Linked DNA regions of Danio rerio: region 1 is linked to region 2. A link is a contact called in public HiChIP or PLAC-seq data. All regions are on one chromosome and are shown on one strand. The core of a region is the stretch at or near the end of the contact, and the rest is flanking DNA. Distances in the headings are between cores, read along the strand shown. Region 1 holds the start of cldn33b (claudin 33b). Region 2 holds the start of shroom2a (shroom family member 2a).

Region 1 (5,514 bases), core at 1,042-3,541, 110 kb after region 2:
GAAATGTGCAACTACAACTAAACAAATAATATCAATAAACTTTATCTGAAAATACTACCATAATTTTAATAATTCATCATATGTGTACAACCGCCTTATAAACCACATAATAAAATTTGTATACATTATCAGTTTAGTCACACTCTAAGAAATAAATCTGTAAATTAACTGATGAAAGTACTGATTACCTGATTGCGGCACCATAATTTGAATGAATGATATTCAGTTGAAGTCAGAATTATATGCCCCCTGAATTATTAGCGCTTCTGTTTACCCCCCCACACCCCCCCCCCCCCCAAAAAAACCAAAAAAAAATCTGTTTAACGGAGAGAAGACACATTTCTAAACATAATAGTTTTAATAACTCATCTCTAATAATTGATTTATTTTATCTTTGCCATGATGACAGTCAATAATACTTTATTAGAGATTTTTCAAGACACTTCTATACAGCTTAAAGTGACATTTAAAGGCTTAACTAGGTTAATTAGATTAACTAGGCAAGTAACTAGGCAAGTTACTATATAACGATGTTTATTTCTGTAGACTATCGGAAAAAATGAAGCTTAAAGGGGCTAATAATTTTAAGCTTAAAATAGTTTTTAAAAATTTAAAAACTACTTTTATTCTAAATGAAATAAAACAAATAAGACTTTCTCCGGAAGAAAAATATTATCAGACATACTGTGAAAATTTCCTTGCTCTGTTAGACAGCATTTGGAAAATATAAAAAATAAATAAATAAAATATAAAGGGGGCTAATAATCCTGACTTCAACTATATATTTAATTACTAAAATCAAAAGTGCAGAGATCAAAGTCATGTAAAGGAATCTGAAACCCTAAATAAATGTGCAAATACTCATGAGTCAAGAAGTACTGAAACCTTTTGTTAAAAAATAAGTAGTCAGGCAACTGTGGATTTTAACAATGCAAAAGCCTTAGTGAAGTATACAGTACCCAGTATTAATAGCAGCAGGTTTCCATGTGCCGTTCGGTTGCTCCAAACAATGTGTTGTGTTTGGAGGTGACGTTGAGTGTGGCGTGCAAATGCATAAGGAAAATCAGAAACAAAAGCTTTATGTTTTTTTGTGCTTGTTGCATTGTATGTATGTTAAGCTGATGGAATCTCTATTAACGTGAAAGAATAGAGTGAGAACATGCTAAAAAAATAATTGAAGACAATATTCACAAAATAGTAATAACAAAGATATTGTTGTCACTTTTTCCAGACGCTACATGCATACTGAAGGCATTGAAAACACAAAATTCAGGCTGCTCAAATATTGAAGGATAAATGCATCATAAGAAAGTCCTTTATTATGATTGAATGTTAAAAGTTCTTAAAAGAATTTTAAAATTTCTTTAAAAAGAAATATCAACAGGGATTTTAAGACAGTGAGAATCGTCTCAAACGTACTCGGTGCGTTTTCCTGATCTATCCAAAGTTCTGGTATCCTGCCTTCGATGGTGATACACCAAGTGCGGCTCACTGTTTCCTGAGTCAGTGCAAGAGGCAAACAACAGCACGGATGCCACAATGTAAAGAAGTCCTGCAGACCAGCCAATGAACAGCGCATCCCCAAACTCAGAGCGCGGCACCACATGAGGCACACTCTCATCGAAGTATCTCATCACTGTATCGTGAGCAACATAAGATATTGGAGTGAGAACCAACAAACCGGCGATGCACAAAAACACGGCAGCTGAGATCTTCAGCCCTCTCTTGGTCTTGCGTCCCTCCTCGCCCTTACAGCACTTGATCTGACTCATGGAAGGGATGGCGAGGAGAATCCCGAGGAGCCCAGTGGCATTCGACATGCACATCAGAATTCGTGCCAGCATCACAGTGGGGTCAAGACCTAGGATGGTGTCATAGGGACGACACTCCATGCCAGCCACTTCCTGGATCACACAGACCTCCCAAAGCCCTTGTTCAAAGCTCTCTGTGGCGAACAGTTCAGTTGAACGTGACAGCCACTGAGGCATGATGGTGGCGGCCAGTGAACAGAACCAGCCTCCTGCCCCGATCAGCATCCCAAAGAGTTCCAGAGCCACCGTGCAAGGGTTTGTCATGGTCTCCTCTGGCTACCGTGTCCCCTTGGGGTCCGACGGCCTTCAGGTTTGTCTGGTGCTTCAAGAGCCTCCTCTCGATAAGAGAAATGAGTGAGGGATAGAGGAGGAAAGCGTGGAAAGACCAAAAGCAGCACCTCGGGTGTGATCTTGCAGAGTTCTTCTGACAAGGCAAGTCCTTCACAGTCCGTCAGACTTCAGTAAGAGGCACTCATCAGCTGAACATGAGAGGTAGAGGAGGTGTACACATGGGCACTTCGACTTTAGGCCCTGCCCTCTTGGATCCTTTTTAGAGAGAGGGAGAGAGAGAGAGGGTGAGAGAGAGAGAGAGAGAGGTAAAGATTCTTATTCAGACCCCGGTCTGGCAGCAAGAGACCAAAGGCCACACGGGATGCCATTAAACTGTAGACAGGATGCCATTAAAATCCTGATTGTTGTCATTTTCAGGGGACAAACTATTTTGATTTTACTACCTCATTACAGTTTGTTTGTATCTTTTTATTTGATTTCCCTGCTATCGGCAACAGCACTTGGGCAAAAGAGAAAAGGGGTTGCCATGGGTAAAAGTAAAAGGTTTATAAAGGGAGGAACGCTTTTACTGTTTATGAAGGATTTTTTGAGGAACGAATGGGTCAGAGATAAGCTTTGCTAAGAAGAGCATGCCAAAACTGCAATGAGTACCTAAGCAGAGATCTTTGATGTTTGCTGACAATAAGTCCAGGATGTTTTTATTTGATTTTTTTAAGTAAAATATTTTATGTTTATATTTTATAGCATTATTATCATTATCACTACTACTTTTATTATTATTATTATTATTATTATTATTATTATTATTATTATTGGTGCTACTAATTGTTCTTTTTATTATTATTATTATTATTATTATTATTATTATTATTGGTGTTACTAATAGTTCTTCTTCATGTTATTATTATTATAAATATTATTATTATTATTATTATTATTATTCGTAGTAGTAGTAGTAGTAGTAGTGGTAGTGCTACTACTACTACTACTACTACTACAACTACTACTACTACTACTTTTTATTACTTATATTATTATTATTATTATTAGTAGTAGTAGTAGTAGTAGTAGTAGTAGTAGTAGTAGTACTACTATTATTATTGTTATTATTGTTACTACTACTACTACTTTTTATTATTGTTATTATTATTATTATGATACTACTAATACTACAACTTTATATTATTATTAATATTATTACTATAATAATAATAATAATAATAAGTAGTAGTAGTAGTAGTAGACAATAGTATACAAAACTATTGTATTTAAAATAATAATAATAAAGTAGTATTATTACTATTGTAATTATTATCATTATTATTACTGCTAATACTTCTACTTTATATTATTATTATTATTATTATTATTATTATTATTATTATTATTATTATTATTATTATTATTATTATCAAAGAAATCAGTTTAAGCTGTTTTGCAGTGGGATCTGAAAGACTTTTTTCCATTAAACCTAATAATTAATTTAATTTCTTCAGCATTAAAATGTTTGCATGATTTGTGAATGATCCTCTTTTGAATCACTTTGATCATCTGTACATATCTTGTCTTAGAAGTGCTCTTTTAAAACATTTTATTTCAGGTATGCAAGTGACATGGCATCTAAAATAACATCCATTGAATTCAATGAATGTATCTATTCAAAATAAATTGAAACTCAAACCCTTACAGAAAAAAAATTGTTAAGATGTTTTTGCTGATTTCAGTATTTACAGATTTTCAGTATTTTCTGTTACCTTTAAAACATTTCTCTGGCTTTTCTGTGTGCAAATAAAACATAAAGAAAATATAAGTTTGTATTCCAAAGCCCTTCTTATGTCACATGCAGCATCTTATATTTTGATATATAATAATAATATAAAGTAGTACAATCAGTACTACAACTATAAGAATAATAATGCTATCTATATATATATCAATATATATAATATTTTACATTTAACAAGCATCTGTCATTAAATGTTAAGGCGAATGATCAAAGCTTCAAGCAGTTTTGAACAGTTGTCTTATTATTACATTTTGTGCAGTAAACCACTATCATTGATACGTTTACATTTACATTTAGTCATTTAGCAGACGCTTTTATCCAAATGAGGACAAGGTAGCAATTTACACAACTATAAGAGCAACAATGAATAAGTGCTGTAGGCAAGTTTCAGATCTGTAAAGTGTAAGAAGCAAAACATTAGTAATTCTTTTTAAAAAAATTTGTAATACAGTTAGCGGTGGAGCCAGAGAGGCAATTGCAGATTAGGAAGGAAAGTGGAGACTAAATAGTTGATCATTACTTTTTAACTGTATATAAAAATGCTCAAGAAAATGAGTGTTACCTGAAGTGTGAGTCTGTCGCCTTTGGTTTGATATCTGGCTTCTACAGCATGTCAAATTACATTAAGACTGTATCACACTTCTGTCAGAAAGCCACGTAGGGCAGAGTGAGAGAAATCTGTGACGCCACACAGAGGCTGTCCACAAACACATAATTGCCTTTTAACAAACACATAATTTCAGACACTCACATTTCACTTTGTCTGAGAATAATGTTTGTTAAAGCAAAAAAATAAAAATAAAACAATAGTATGTCATTTCAACTATTATCAGTTTTAATTCAACTTTCAACTCAACTTAATTCAACTCATTTTATTATAAAGTCTTTATTCTGTTCTTATATTAAAAATTGTAAATACAAATTAAAGGGATAGTTCACCTAAAAGTGAAATTATCTCATTATTTACTTTCCCTCATGTGGTTTTAAACCATTAGGAGTTTCTTTCTTCTGCTGCACACAAAAGAAGATATGTTCTAGAATGGTAGTCACTGACAACTATCGACTGCCATAGTAAGAAAAAATACTATGGAAGACAATGGGTACCATCAGTGAGAAGTATTAAAAATTATCTTCTTTTTTGATCAAGAAGAAAGAAACTCAAATAGGTTTTGAACAAGGGAAGGGCAAGTAAATGATTGCAGAATATTCATTTTGGGTGAACTTTCCCAAATAAATAAATGAATTTTCTTCCACAGGGGAACCACCAACTTATGCAGCGGATGCTCTTCCAGTTGCAACCCATCACGGGGAAACACCCACACACCCTCATTCACACACATACACCATAGACAATTTTGCTTATCCAGTTCACTTAGAGCATGTCTTTAGACTTGTAGAGGAAACCGGAGCACCCATGAGGAAACTCACGTGAACATGGAGAGGACATGCAAACTCCAGATAGAAATGGCAACTGACTCAGCCGAGGCTCAAACCAGCGACCTTCTTGCTGTGAGGTGACAGCGCTACAAACTGCCCCACTGCACCGCCCCAAATAAATACTGTAATAAATAAATACTGTAGGTAGCAAAAAAGTATAAATTCAGTGGAATGGTTGGGTTTAAAGAT
Region 2 (5,075 bases), core at 191-2,690:
CCAGCATTTTTAGAGTGTATGGACACCATGCTGTGAGCATAATAAAGTCTGTAATAAAAGCATTGAACTAGTACATGAACTATAAGTTTTCCCTTCTTTTTACTTCTGCTTTCATTTATATATTGGTATATGCACATTTGACACTTATTACCTAAAGCAGTTTCAAAGCCCTGGTTGTATTCACATCGTCACTGATATACCAACATCATTCTAATTCTAATGCATTAACCATTAATTAGTCATTAGGTAATTTATGTGGCAATTTGGGTAATTTGCAGAGCGATTTCTTGCTTTATGCTAGCATGTGGCGAGCTGATGAGAAGAACTACTGGTTTAGAGGTCTGTAATGACCTGTTGCTGAATGTGTAAATGCTCTTTTGCTTTCGGCTGTCAGTGACAATGAAACTAGATTGTTTTGTTTATTTGCTTTTCTCCCAGTGCTCTAAAAAGAGTTTTTCAATACCCTCTATTGGTGATATGGTTTGCATCTAATTTGCATCCACCAACCTTTACAATCAGATGCAGGTATGCAATCGGTAACACTTTACAATAAGGTTCGTTAGTTAATGCATTTACTAACATGAACTAATCATGAACAACACATGTACAGCATTTATTAATCATAATTGAACATTTACTAATGCATTATTAACATCCAAGTCCATGCTTGTTAACATTAGTTAATGCACCATGAATTAACATGAACTAACAATGAGCTACTGTATTTTCATTAACTAACGTTAACTAACATGAACAAATACAGAAGTAGATGTATTGTTCATTGTTTGTTCATGTTAGTAAATGTATTAATTAACATTAACTAATGAACCTTATTGTAAAGTGTGACCATGAAATCAATACAAGAAAACACCAGCGACTTCATCATTAATCATGCAACTTACAAATGAGTGTGCAGATTTGTCTATTAGTAAAGATTTACTTCTCTGCACATACTACTCATAACGAATACCCTTTTATATGTCCACATGATTTTTCTAACATTGTAAACTTGCTTGCCCGCCATAGCGTTGCACAAGTGCTTGTATATCACTGAAGAGCTCAATGCTGGGTAAAAAAAAAGTGTAATGTCATGGTTGCTTATGAAGAATTTTTATTACATCTCCCTCTTTTTATTGCTACCAGAACATTTGCTGTGAACATACACATTTATTTGTGTATTTAGTCCTTGGTGATTCAATTGAAGACAACTGCATGTGGCACTTTTTAATAATAAAATAAAAATAAAGCAATAAAATACCTTTTCAGACCTGCATCGGTGTATGTGACACCCAAGTGTGGGGCAAAGGCACTAGCGTAAGTGATCCAAAATCAACATTGGCCAATGCGTTGCAAAGCATGAGATATTATCGTCACAGACACCAGCAGAGGCCGCTGCTGCGCTGCTCTCTTCTAATTTCTGGTGACGCGCACAGGTAGATCGGGTCTCTCCCCCTCCTGAGAGTAATCCGTACAAACCCAACAGATCACCCTATGATCCAGCATTTCAGCCTTTGTGCCTCCTCTCCGAGCTCATGCTGCGTTAGGGTGAAAACCACCAGGGGAATGTGTTTGTTTCGGTTCGGACAACAGTTAGACAACTTATAATGCGGTTTAGGGAAGAGATGTGAAGTGCGTTGTTCATCCACTTGTTGATTGAATAAGCTCGCGGTTAGCAGGCTAGCTCAACTGGCATACTTATTACCGCTGGACGACCACAACATTCAGTTTACATCACTGGGAAACCCGTTTGACTAATCTGTAATTCGGGTCTACGACTTTAATCCGGTCGGTTGTTTTATTGTCAGTCAGTCGGTGAGCGTTTTTATATCTCTTTAGGACGTAATTGATTTAATGGCGAGTGAAACTTGACCGAATTCGTTGGCTAATGCTAACATGATGAAAGGGGGTTAAAAACAATAAACAAATTAATGTTTTCGCGCTTTGTTTTAAGAAGCAGAACAAAAGTTTTTAAATTTGGTTGTTTGTTCTGTAGAAATACTCTCCAGTTTTCTTAAATAGTTAAGGTAAATGATGGACAGCGCTTCGTCCAGAGGAGGAAACAAGGCAACAAAGTATCCTAGAGACAGACATTCGTGTGATGTTTTGTGGATTAACATTAACAGTGGCTGGACTATGTAGGATTTTTTTATTGGTTCACCTCGGATTTATTTTGTGAAATAAAAAAGCCAGATTTTGTTGTTTAAGAGACGGTCTTGTATGAAATGGACACGATCAACCAATACCCGGTGAACCCCAGTTTTCCAGAAGACGATCACAGGAGCTTTTGCAGTTCAATCAGATCTGCGAGTTTTAATGAACATCACGTTAATGATGAGGGATGGAAAGTAGTGGAAGTGACCCTGTCCGGGGGAGCACCGTGGGGTTTTACCCTCAGAGGAGGACTGGAGCACGGAGAACCTCTTCTTATAACCAAGGTAAGCTTTTCGTCGACTATTTTGGACAGTTTGACCTTCAGGACTGTTTCTTTAACCTTGACATTACTGTTAAAGAGAGACCTCAAACTTTTTTCTTAGGTAACGTAGTAACTTAAACAAAGAGCTCAGCTAAGCTAACGTTACATGTCATGATGCTCAAAAATGCAAAGCCATAAAAATTTTGAATTTTATTTAGTATAAATTTAGGTTGAGATAAAATTGTTTAATAAAAAGCAGGTCGTTGATTTTAAAAGTGCATTTTTCATATTTAACGCTTTGCATAATTGTTTCCACATTTATCCCTACCTCTGCCCTTGCTTGAAGTGCACTAGATAGTGCTCCTGGTTCTGTCAAGCGTTGGTGGTATAGTGGTTAGCATAGCTGCCTTCCAAGCAGTTGACCCGGGTTCGATTCCCGGCCAACGCAAGAAATTTTGTTTTAGTTTTTGTCGTCTTGTAATGTTTTGTCCAGATTTCAGTTGTGGCGAAAACATAGGACACGTTCTATTTCCGCGGTTAAAAAGTCATAGATATCTAATGTACACGTGAAGAAGAAAAAAACAGTCAGGGACAAAACATTGTTTGTGTAAAGTTTTGCTTTTTTAAATGGTCATATTTTCTGTGCAGTATTGTTTTATAATGATTATTATAATAATCATGCTAATTTATTAAAATAAAAGTTACATGATAACATAATAGATACAAATTTAAGAATTTGATTTAGTAGTTAACATTTCCTGTGCATATAGGCTGCTGGATACAGTAATTTGAATTTTATTTATTTTATTTACTTTCAAATGTAGTAAAATTTTGATGAGTTTGGATTTTTGTTTTGACAGAGAAAGTTTCTCTGAATAATTACAACTAAAGTGCTAAAAGAGGCAATCCCCTCGGGGCATGCACTAAATTCCAGGGGTTGCATTACTGTGGCATAAAACGTTTCAAAGGTGTGGGGGAAATAAAAAAGACAGGTCACAAAGTTCTTTTTTGTTGTAATTTTGAATCTGATGAGATGTAATGTCGATTCAAAATGACCTTTATTTTGTACATTTTAGTTTTATATACCTCTTTTTTTCAGTTTCCTTCATCTTTCACCTTCTGAAAAGCTACAAGTGTGCATCTGGTGCATACTGTTTTGTAGCTAATTCAAAATAAATTCACTCACAGATTTCCAAATTGCTGACAATGCCATTTAAGAATAAGCAATGTATTTAAATGTAATCTGGGCAAATATGTGAACTAATAAAAGCGTTATAATTTTCAAATGTTATTAAATGTGTAATTTTTTACTGCTCACAGACATGGAATTCTTGTGATCACCGACAAGTGTCTCAAATCTCAGTATATGAATGCAAAAGGTTTTTGACATGAAACCGCTGTGATCACAGTTAGTCATCTGAAGTTACAGTATGTGAATATAAAAGACATTTGACACGAAACCCCTGCGATCACAGAGAGGTGTCTGACGTTACAGCATATCACTATAAAAGGCATTCATTACAAATCCCCTGTAATAACATATTGTTTATTTTGGGGGCTTCAATGACTGCTGGTCTCCAACATTCTTTGAAATATCTTCTTTTTGTTTACAACAGAAAATAAATCATAAGGGTTAAGATCCCCCTAAAGGTGCGTAAATTTTAATAGTATTACAAAACCCCTATGATCACGGACAAGTGTTTGAAATTACATGAAATGAATGTGAAAGGTATTTGACATGAAATTGCTTTGATCAAAGATTACACTTAAGGTTAAGGACCAATTTTCTCAATCGACTTTTAACTTATTGCCTGCTTGTCATTAACATATTGGCTGTTAGTTTGTTCTTCTAAAGTACATATTCTGCATGATACGGCTGAACAATGTATTGTTTGAGCATCAACGTTGCTTTGTGCATATCCAGAAGATTAAAGGATAAAGAAATATATTTTTAAATTATTTATACAATATTGACCCATGGGATCATGTTATTTTACAATTGATTGTTTAATTTCTGTACTTGAATATCGTTTGACTCCCCAGAAAACCATAGAGCACTGTTTATTTACCTTTTATTTTTGCACTGTGATTATTTATTATATATATGTATATATATATATATATATATATATATATATATATATATATATATATATATATATATATATATATATATATATATATGCTTGTAATTTATTATATGTTATGCAGATGCACTGCATGGAAAAATAATTGATCATCCCAGTAAATCTAAATTAATGAAATCTTTCCAAATAGAGCTATTCAGATCATCATCTGGCGAAATTTAGTTTACATCGCTATTTAAATCACAACAAAACAAAATATTGCTGTCAGATTTTTCCAATTATTAACTATTAATTATTAACAATTATTAATTCCTAATCCTACCCAATACCTAAACTTAACTACCAAGCAGCAAATTAGTAGTTTGAGGCAAAAGTCTTATTTAATAGTTTGTTAACAGTGAGAATTGCAGCATTAAACAAATTGTAATTATCCAGCTCTTTCTGCAATATTTGACTGAATGGGTAAGATGACAGTTTTGTTAGTGTACTGTATGTCACATTAGATGTGCCATCTTTAAACCAGTAACAGGCAGAGAGAGATTGATTGTGTATGTATGTAACATGGACAGGTGTGT

What was found. HiChIP or PLAC-seq counts read pairs in DNA pulled down with a chosen protein or histone mark.
Region 1: an H3K4me3 HiChIP or PLAC-seq map of embryo shows a contact between it and region 2, with 4 times the contacts expected there. The contact joins the promoter of cldn33b here to the promoter of shroom2a in region 2. A contact is called at or near these places in 2 of 4 datasets of contacts at active chromatin or transcription factors (embryo and gastrula embryo).

Annotation. Positions count from the first base shown.
Region 1 is chr6:32,996,663-33,002,176 of GRCz12tu, forward strand. cldn33b (claudin 33b) reads right to left here and starts at 2,292. Exons shown (of 1, transcript NM_001045383.1): 1 at 1,286-2,292. The coding sequence starts at 2,075. The coding sequence ends at 1,410.
Region 2 is chr6:32,886,084-32,891,158 of GRCz12tu, forward strand. It overlaps shroom2a (shroom family member 2a), which reads left to right and starts at 1,441. Exons shown (of 11, transcript XM_073954242.1): 1 at 1,441-2,435. The coding sequence starts at 2,223. trnag-ucc (transfer RNA glycine (anticodon UCC)) reads left to right here and starts at 2,790; the gene lies at 2,790-2,861.